2 separate regions of the Rattus norvegicus genome follow, and region 2 is linked to region 1. The links are chromatin contacts, called in public Hi-C maps. All regions are on one chromosome and are shown on one strand. The core of a region is the stretch at or near the end of the contact, and the rest is flanking DNA. Distances in the headings are between cores, read along the strand shown. Region 1 holds the start of App (amyloid beta precursor protein). Region 2 has its middle 120 kb from the start of Adamts1.

The links. Hi-C and Micro-C count contacts between places; a contact is called where the count stands out from the background.
Region 2: a contact with region 1 is called in a Hi-C map of the A7r5 cell line, with 8 times the contacts expected there. The contact joins the enhancer-like site here to the promoter of App in region 1. A contact is called at or near these places in 8 of 12 Hi-C or Micro-C datasets (the A7r5 cell line, the Rat2 cell line, Schwann cells and 5 more) and 1 of 1 datasets of contacts at active chromatin or transcription factors (oligodendrocytes).

Annotation. Positions count from the first base shown.
Region 1 is chr11:37,721,467-37,725,644 of GRCr8, reverse strand. It overlaps App (amyloid beta precursor protein), which reads left to right and starts at 2,807. Exons shown (of 18, transcript NM_019288.2): 1 at 2,807-2,887. The coding sequence starts at 2,831.
Region 2 is chr11:38,300,402-38,305,065 of GRCr8, reverse strand. No RefSeq gene overlaps it. Among named protein-coding and RNA genes, the nearest start is that of Adamts1, 120 kb to the left of the region's middle. Within about 2 kb of position 1,270, at least 35 of the 93 cell types and tissues checked have an H3K27ac peak or open chromatin away from gene starts, as enhancers often do. A contact at or near this core is called in the A7r5 cell line and liver, where this site is marked.

The DNA.
Region 1 (4,178 bases), core at 1,558-4,057:
AGGAGATGGTGATGATGAGCAAGTGTATTCGGGAAGGAGTGTGATGTTTGAGTTCCACTGTCTCGTTTCTCTTTGAGATGTTTTTTCTTGTAGGTCTGACTTTTGCGTCACCTTCATGTTCTGATGTGTCAGCCCTCTGGCTTTCCCTTTCCCAACTTTCAGATGCCAGGAAAAGGCTGGTGAGGGGTGAGCCTTTTCTATGCACTGAATAACCAGTCACTCTATGGTTAAGCTATAGTCCCAGCCTGTTCTCCTGATCTTTAAATTGGGGGTGGTAGTGATGAGTTCTTTGGATTTAAGTGTGTGTGTGTGTGTGTGTGTGTGTGTGTGTCCAATATGTGTGTCTGTAAGTGTATGTGTCTATAAATGCACATATGTGTGTGTATATGTGTGTGTCTATAAGTGTCTGTGTGTCTGTGTGTCTAAGTGTATGTGTGTCTATGTGTGTATATCTGTTGGTATGTGTCAGTCTGTATGTGTATATGTGTATGTCTGTGTGTGTCTGTAAGTGTATATGTATATGTGTATCTATAAGTGTATGTGTGTATGCACATATGTATATGTGTCTATGTCTATGTGTGCATGTGCACATGCATGTGTGTGTGTGCATGTGCCTGTGTGTGTGCATTTGTGTATGTGTGTGTGTGCGCGCTCACACACGCGCGCACCTGCTGGAAGTCTTCCTTATATGATGTTCTTCAGATGCTGATGCTGTCCATTTTTTTTGAAGCAGGATCTCTTTCCTGGCTTGCCTTTCCCAAGTCTGTCTTTCTGTACCTCCTAAGCAGGCGCTAGCATGGCTGACACACTCATGTAGCTTCCAGGGATTGTTCTCAGGCCCTTGTGTTTGGATAATAAGTACTTTATTGACTGAGCTACCTCCCTATCCTTTGCTTGGCTTTTGTAGTAAATGAATGCCATAAACAAGAAAAGCAAATATTTTCACAGAGCAAAAATGTGTTATTTGTTGAGGACACTCAAAGGACAGACATGCAGGACAAATACTAAAAGGTATTTGCAGAGTTAGACAGATGGTCTGTAGGCAAGCTGGTAGATCAGTGCTGACTTCTCTGAAAGGAAGGGGTGGAGACAAGTCCTACCACCACACTTGCAGGGATTCCTCTCTCTCTCTCTCTCTCTCTCTCTCTCTCTCTCTCTCTCTCTCTCTCTCTCTCTCTCCCCCTTTCTCTCTCTCTCTCTCTCTGTCTCTACTCTCTCTCTGAAAGAGCAGGTCTTCTAGCTTGCTTTCTATTGCAGAGTTAAACAAAGAAAATCAGGACCCAAAGCAACTTGAGGACAGGGTTTATTAACCTCACACATTCTGATCACAGTCTACTGGGAGCAGAAGTCAGAGCAAGAACTCAAGGCAGGAACCTGTAGCAGGAGCTGAGGCAGTAGCCATGGCAGAAGCTGTGTACTGGTTTGTCCCTCCTGGCTTGTTCAGCCTGCTTCCTTACACAAGCCACGACCACCTGCTCAGGGCTGGTCTCCCACACCAATTAATAATCAAGAGTATGTCCCCACAGATTTGCAAGCATGTCAATCTAATGGAGGCATTTTTCTCAGTTCAGATCCCTCCCTTCCCAGATGACCAGAGCACATGCCAAGTTATTAAAAGAACGAACTAGCAAGCACATCAGGTGAAGGAAAAGGTTGTGGCCTTACAAACCAGAAATGCACCTAGTATTATCCCCTGTCTCCCTCTGCTAGCCTAGGGAGGGCCCAGAGCTTGGAGTCTGAAGCCACGTTATGTCAGGAGGTAGCTGTGATTGGGAGCACATCTGGATGGTTTTAGGCGATTCTAACACTGGGAAGTTTGTGTGTAATCTAGGAGAAAACGGCTTTATGAAGACTCATCTCTCTGGTTTAGAGCAGATCCAAAAAGGATCGAGAGCAGCGTTCCAGGAAGAAGTCCTTGGTGACAGAGGCCGAAGATGAGCCATCACTCAGTATCTTTTCGGACTTAACTTTGATCTCTCCTCCATGTTACATTTTACCTCCCTGCCTCCTTCAATCCTTTCTCTGAAATTACCCAAAGCAAGCACACATGCAATAACAATAGGAAAACAAAAAACGAAAACCACCTCCCATCCCCAACCTCAAACAGAGAAAAATGGGTCATCCTGCATCCTGTGCCCTTCTTTGGTGCATTCTAACGACAAAAATTCCAGGTTACAGTAGGGTGCTGGGTGTCCTCCTACCAAAAAATAAAAAAAAAAATATCCTGTTTCTTTTGCTAATGTTCTCGGCCTCGCTCCACCTCTCCAAATAGAGAAAACGAACTGCGGATAAAAATGCATGCATCGCAGCAGTAGCTCTTCAACCACATTCAGGAGAGGCCTGCGGGGTCGGATGACTCAAGCTCGCGGGGACGAGCCGAGAGCGCTCCCGATTTCCCTGGAACCTTAACGTCCTAGGGTTCACCTTCCCCCGACTGCGGACCCCTCTCCCTGACCCAGATCATTCCTCCCTTGGTTCCTGGACCCCAGAGGAAGCTCGGGTTCCTTAGCTGGTGCCCAAGACGCCGCACCTGTGGGCTCCCTGTCGCCTCCCTTTGCGCTCGGGCGCAGCTCCCCGGGGCTCCGCTAGGGGTCTCTCTCGGGTGGCAAGCCGGGTGGGCGGGATCAGCTGACTCTCCCGGCTGCCAGCCCCGCCGCCGCGCTCCAGCTCTGTCAGTTTCCTCGGCGGCGGGAGGCGAGAGCACTAGGAGCAGAGAGAGCGCGGGGGCCACCGGAGACGGCGGCGGCGGCGGCGACGACGCGGACACAGTCAGGGTGCGGCGGATCTTCCACTTGCACACGGAGCAGTCGGTGGCCCACGCAGGATCACGATGCTGCCCAGCCTGGCACTGCTCCTGCTGGCCGCCTGGACGGTTCGGGCTCTGGAGGTGGGTGCCGCGCCTTGGGAACGAGACGGGGGTGGCGGGAGCCGGAGGACACGATCCTCCCCATCAAGGAGCTTGAATCTTGAGATGCGGGGGACTGTCACTGGTAGACCGTTCCTAGCCTCCCCCGCCTGCGGGCGCCCTGCGCTTCGGCGTCTCTGGCCCAACCCTGCCGGGGGACGCGCTACCGGACCGATGAAGAGGGAGCGGGTGAGGCTCTGGGCTCCCCACATCCGTGCCAGCCGGAGGACGGGGGGTTCGAGCCTGAATGCAGACCCTGACTCCTCCCTGCCTTGAGATCGGGTGTCTGGGATACGAGAGACACCCAGTTCGAGGGGAAAGGGGGACACATGTGGCAAACCGAAAGCGCAGTGTCTCATAATTCAGTGCCCTGAGAGGAAATCGCCGCCCTTCCCCTTCCTTAGGGTCCTGGGTTGGAATGGGGGCAGCTCTGGATGCTGGGGAGCGCCTGGCTCACTCTCCCTTCCCACCCCCGCCTGTCTTGACTGCGAAGCTGGGCTTTGCTCCTGGCGGCAGCGGGCGGCGGCTGCCTGCGCAGCGACCCTCTCCGGAGTCGGCGCGGGGTCTCGCACCGCCTTCCTTTTGCAAACTTTGTGCATTTCCGTGTCTCCCTTTTGTGTAAGTTCCAAGTGATGGGAGAGATCGGAGAGTGCGGCCACCCTGCACCGTCCCTCAACCTGGATGTCCCGGACTCTCCAATGCACCTCCAGTTTCTCCCTGAGTCTAAGAAGGTCCCCGGGAACAAAAGCCGCGACACCCCGCCCTCACCGTCCAGGGCGCGGTGGAGGAGCCGTGATAGTTTGTGCGCCACCGCGGCTCCTTTCCCCGCGCTGCGCGTCTGCCCCCGAGGACCTGGGGGTGCTGCTGGGACCCCGTGGTCTCCCACCCCCGCACCACCACCACCTACTGCCAATCCTGTGCGGGACTGCAAAGTCCTCGCAGGGAGAGAGACAGAGAGAGAGCCCAGAGTGAGGCGTGCGTCTGGAAAGGGCAGTGCCGGGTGGTGGCGAGGCTGGGGCTCCAGTGCATCAAAGGAGGCGTTTGTCTGATTAAGGTGCGGCCTCCTTAGGGGGCAGTTCTGGGAACTCTAGCTTAGTCACCCTGGGGGGCGCAGGATGTTGGGGAGGGTTCTCGGGGGTCCTTTTAAAAAGGGGGTTCAGATAAAAGGATTGAATAGGGTGAAGATTAAGACGGAGAAGATGGCGCCTCTGCAGTGCAGCAAAGAAAAGCTGTGTGGAGGCTGCAGCCTATGAAATCCACCCACCACTAGGTG
Region 2 (4,664 bases), core at 21-2,520, 580 kb before region 1:
TGAGGAAACAGTTAAATGAGTTATTTTCCTGTATTCAAGCACATGCACACACACACACACACACACACACACACACACACAGAGGGTGGGGGTTGAGGGGAGGTGAGAAAGACAGACACACACAAAGGGACAGACACAGACAGAGATACACAGAAACAGAGAGACAGAAAGACAGAGGGAGAGATCTACTTTGCTTCCTACTTGCACAGGAGTTGGTTTTAATGTATTAATTAGGTGTGTAAGTAAAAAACCTCAAGAAAAGTTTATGAGCAACAGGAAACTCCTTTGGCCTCCCGTCTCTTCTCCATCTACTTTGTTTTATTTAACCAGATGGTCCCCCACCACTTCCTGACTCCACCATAGTCCAAAGTACAGCTCCGTCACACCCTATAGTATGCTGTCTTGGTGAAGCCATATCCAGATGATGGATAACTGCACCAACTGTTAACTGCACTGTTTTCTAATATGGAAGCAAAAAAGATAAATTTACACTCCCATTAGGAGTTAAATGAACTTCCTTATTCAACCACTAGATGGCACTTTTAACCCACGATCAGCTGCCTCTAAAACTAATATTTTATTTTTACTCGAACATTTTTACTGTTTGAGAAAGGATGAAATATAAGAGAATATGTCTCTAAAAATCCTAATTTTAAGTAAAATCAACCAAAGACTACTTGGGTGTAACTTTTTAAAAACACGAATTGCATTTAAAAAACAACCTTATGGCCAAACTCTGATCCTAGGCTGTATAATGCACCAAACAAAAGGTTTATGTAAGCCTACATTTGGAAATAGACTGACGTGTACGACGCAGCAGCTGCAAATGAAACAGGAAGTCTAGATTTTCTATTGCACTCGACTTGACTGCTCAGAAACAGAATTTATATGTCTCCATGTTTTCACAATTTTTTAAAACTCAAACTCAGCCTCGAGACTCCATTTGCTTAAATGATGTCTTTACATTGCAGTTTACACAAACCGGAAAACCATTTCCCAACCAAAGGTTTATAAAAAGGTCTACGTTTGACCTGTACGGATGTTGATTACATGAAAACAAATTATAATTTATGCTGAGAAGTCTCAAAGCAGTAAGTACCGGCTGACCTAGTCTCCCACACATGAGGAGAGATGATTAGGAAGAAATGTCTGTTTCCACGAAAAGTAACATCAGCGTTGATAATGTGGGTCGGCGCTCAGTTACAGAGAGACCTTAATAACCTCAAACAGGGTTCCGAGTCCCGGGAACACAGGGAGAGCACTGGCTCCAGGGACCACATTTTACAAGTTGCAGCCAATCATATTGAGTAGCTCCCGGTGAAATCTAACCACTATTACTATCAAGAACGTCCTAGGAAGAGCATATTTCAACTTCAACAGGCTTTGCAAGAAGGGTCAAGGAAAGTGCGGAGTAACCCTTCTCAAAAAGCCCATTGAAGAAAGGAAGTCTCCTTCCCAGCTCCCAAACGGCACTCAGAGATCTCTGCCGCCATCTTGCACTTCAGGAGAATCGTGATTCTCTGGGGATCGACAGCCTTTATCTACAGCTAAGTAGGGCATCGGACCACAAAGGATCTGCTTCGCAGTGAGGGGGAGGCAAAAGAAAAGCAAGTGAGGAAGAGCTCATTAAACTCAGCGAGGACCTGCCAAGCTCTGAAAAACCAGGACAAGTGCAGGCTCTTTGATGCCACCTAGTGTTGACAACTATATCAGATCTTTGTAGCACTGGTTCCTAAGTTATCCCCAGAAGTGCTAACCTCCATCTCACCCAAATCCTGTGTCTGGTAAAACAGATAGCCATTCCCTGGGTAGTAGGTGGAATCATAGGCATCTAACATGACAGTTTGTGAGCCAAAAATGTGCAGTTTACAAGTGTTTTCCACAAGAACTCTGTAGAACAAACAGCCTACTTTATCACCAATACCACCTTCTTTCCGGTATCGTAATCACACAGAGAGGAATAGTGGGAAGACGTGGGTCTTTAATGCACTCATCTTTCGTAGCTTTAAAAATTATGTAATAATGGCATCATTTGCTCAGAGATCCCTGATGGAGCTTTGACGGGCCGTAAAGCTTTGCATAGTCAGTCTCCAGGTTTTGGCTCCTTGAGAGAAATTCCCTTCTCAACCCTAGGAGAACAGTGGAAACATGAACACACAAGCGAGAGTATTTTGCTCATTTTCATGTTTGATTTCAGCTCTCTCATTTATTCTTTTTAGGGTTGCACCAAGGAAACACCATAAATGCAGTGACTTAAAGCACCAAATGGAGCCCCAAAACACAGTGAAAAATCAAAATGTCTACAGAATCCCAATCGCTTTGCTGCCTGGCTTCTCCCAGCCCTGGTGGCGCTGTCACCCCTGTCCTTTGGCTGCTGCATCTTCCCTGCCATGCCTGTGGGCTGGATAACATTCTATTAGTGTTCCTATTTTTAAGTGGTCTTCCCTTTTGTAAAGATCACCAAAATTAAGTATATATAGTCCCCTGGTCATCACGTGATTGCATACGTGAATACCCTATTTCCAAAGAAGGTCACTTTCTTAGGGACAAAGGAACAGATATCAGTTTATCTCCATAGAGACCAAAGCTCACCACCCTTCCAACATCCTAGCTGTTTGGCTAAGAAGAATCTAAGACAGAGGAAGAATCTTTCAAAATTCAGAGTTTTGTGACAAGGCATTATGTCAATTCTCAAAGTGATTTAGTACCACTTTACTGACTTCCTTCTCTAATGATGTCTCGGAGACACACAGACCCAGACAGTTATCCCCACAGTCACCCCATGCTTGTCCGCCAAGAAGCCTACAAGACATAGTCTAGCCAAGAACTCTTCACTAAGTAAGGAATAAATCTGTCTTCTCCAGTTTCCCCACAGACATGCACACACCACACACACACACACACACACACACACACACACACACACACACACACACACACACAGGAGAAAGAGAGAGAAAAGGTGAGAATGCATGTACACACTAAATATCAGAATAATTCTATAAATACAAATCAAACAACAGACATATATGAAATCCACTCGATTTTTTCTTATCATCTCACCTCAGTTACTGCCTTTCCCTTCCCTGACAATAACAATCCTTACAATATTGAGAACTTAAGCCTTTTTATATGGTTCATTTTACTTAATATTCCTGGATGAGGTTACTTTTTAAAAGACACATGAAACGAGTTTAAGAGTGTAATATTTGTATCAGAATAGCAGGCAAGTGTGTAGAGCTCTCTATCATCAAAATGGAGAAATAGATTTATTTTATTTACCATCTTAGTTACAGCTTCCTATGAAACATCAATATCGTTTATGAAGAAGGCAGCAAATTGGGTTTTCTGTGGGGGTTATATAGCAGATAGATAAGAGCTGACGTGGTAAGAACGAGAGAGTGAGAAATGGCAGTATAAAAAGCAAAGGAAGGAGCTGAAGCAAAGAGAAACAAGCCTAGGTGAGAGCTCCAGAAATAGCAGCCAACATCAGTCCCAAGCTGGTACCAGCTCTACCTCCACTCGTAACGGGAAGAGTGGGGTCTTCTCCTGGACATGGGCTCTATAAAATCAGCAGACTGAAGAGGCTGAGATTTTTTTTGAGCCAATTGGTAAGATATAATTGCCCACTTAAACATACAGAGTCTGGTACCATCCATCCCTTAAGAACATTGATAACAACCTGTAAATACACAGAGCGAGATCTTTACATCAGCCTCCATTGTCCTGCCATGGTCTCTCTCTCTCTCTCTCTCTCTCTCTCTCTCTCTCTTTCTCTCTCTCTCTCCTCCACCACCTCCTCCTCCACCTCCTCCTCCTCCTCCTCCTCCTCCTCCTCCTCCTCCTCCTCTTCTCTGTTCCAGTCTCCTCCTCTTCCTTCAAACTTCTCTCCCACCCATCTTTCCTTCTCCTCCCACGACAGGCCTCCTTCTATTCTGTACCTGCCCCTCACCTGTATTTTACAAATTCAATGGGGAGAAGTTTCTGGTGAAGTCACGTGATTCCTGAGTATGAGACTAGGCTGCTGTCCTTGGGGCAGTGGAATTAGCATCAAAATACAGATAACTCCAGGGCAAACCACAACATTTTGCCCTTTTTGTCCAATTAAAAAGCCTTTTCACTTATATATAAATTGAGTACAATTATTACCATTCTACAATTTATAAAGCATATGATATACTCAATACCCAGTCCATCACTATATCAGTTAAACAGAACATTTAGTTATCCATTCCAGCTTAAGAAAGGCTTAAAATCTATATTATATCTTCGCTAGCTTGTATACTATCTGATAACTATCCAATAAAATATGTATATTCAGAGTTAGACAGCCTGATAGGCTATGAGACTATAATTAGTCTTCAACCCCGTCAGAAATCTGAGAATGACCAAATAACTATACACATAGGAAGCCTAATACAGCTTCTAGAACTGAGAGGTTGTAGAGACAAATCTCCACTAGCACAGTCCCCTATTAGCAACATGTGGGTTCAAGTCTTCAGCCTTCTGGCCCAAAATCAACTGACAGACTCTTGAAATGCAGATTTTGAAAGGCTGATCACCCTGTCTTGGCAGAGTTTGTTAGTCAACTATTCTGCATAATTTGTCCTTTTCTGGACAGTATTAGTCTGCAGATGAAACAGGCAGTTTTGTCCAATGGCTGC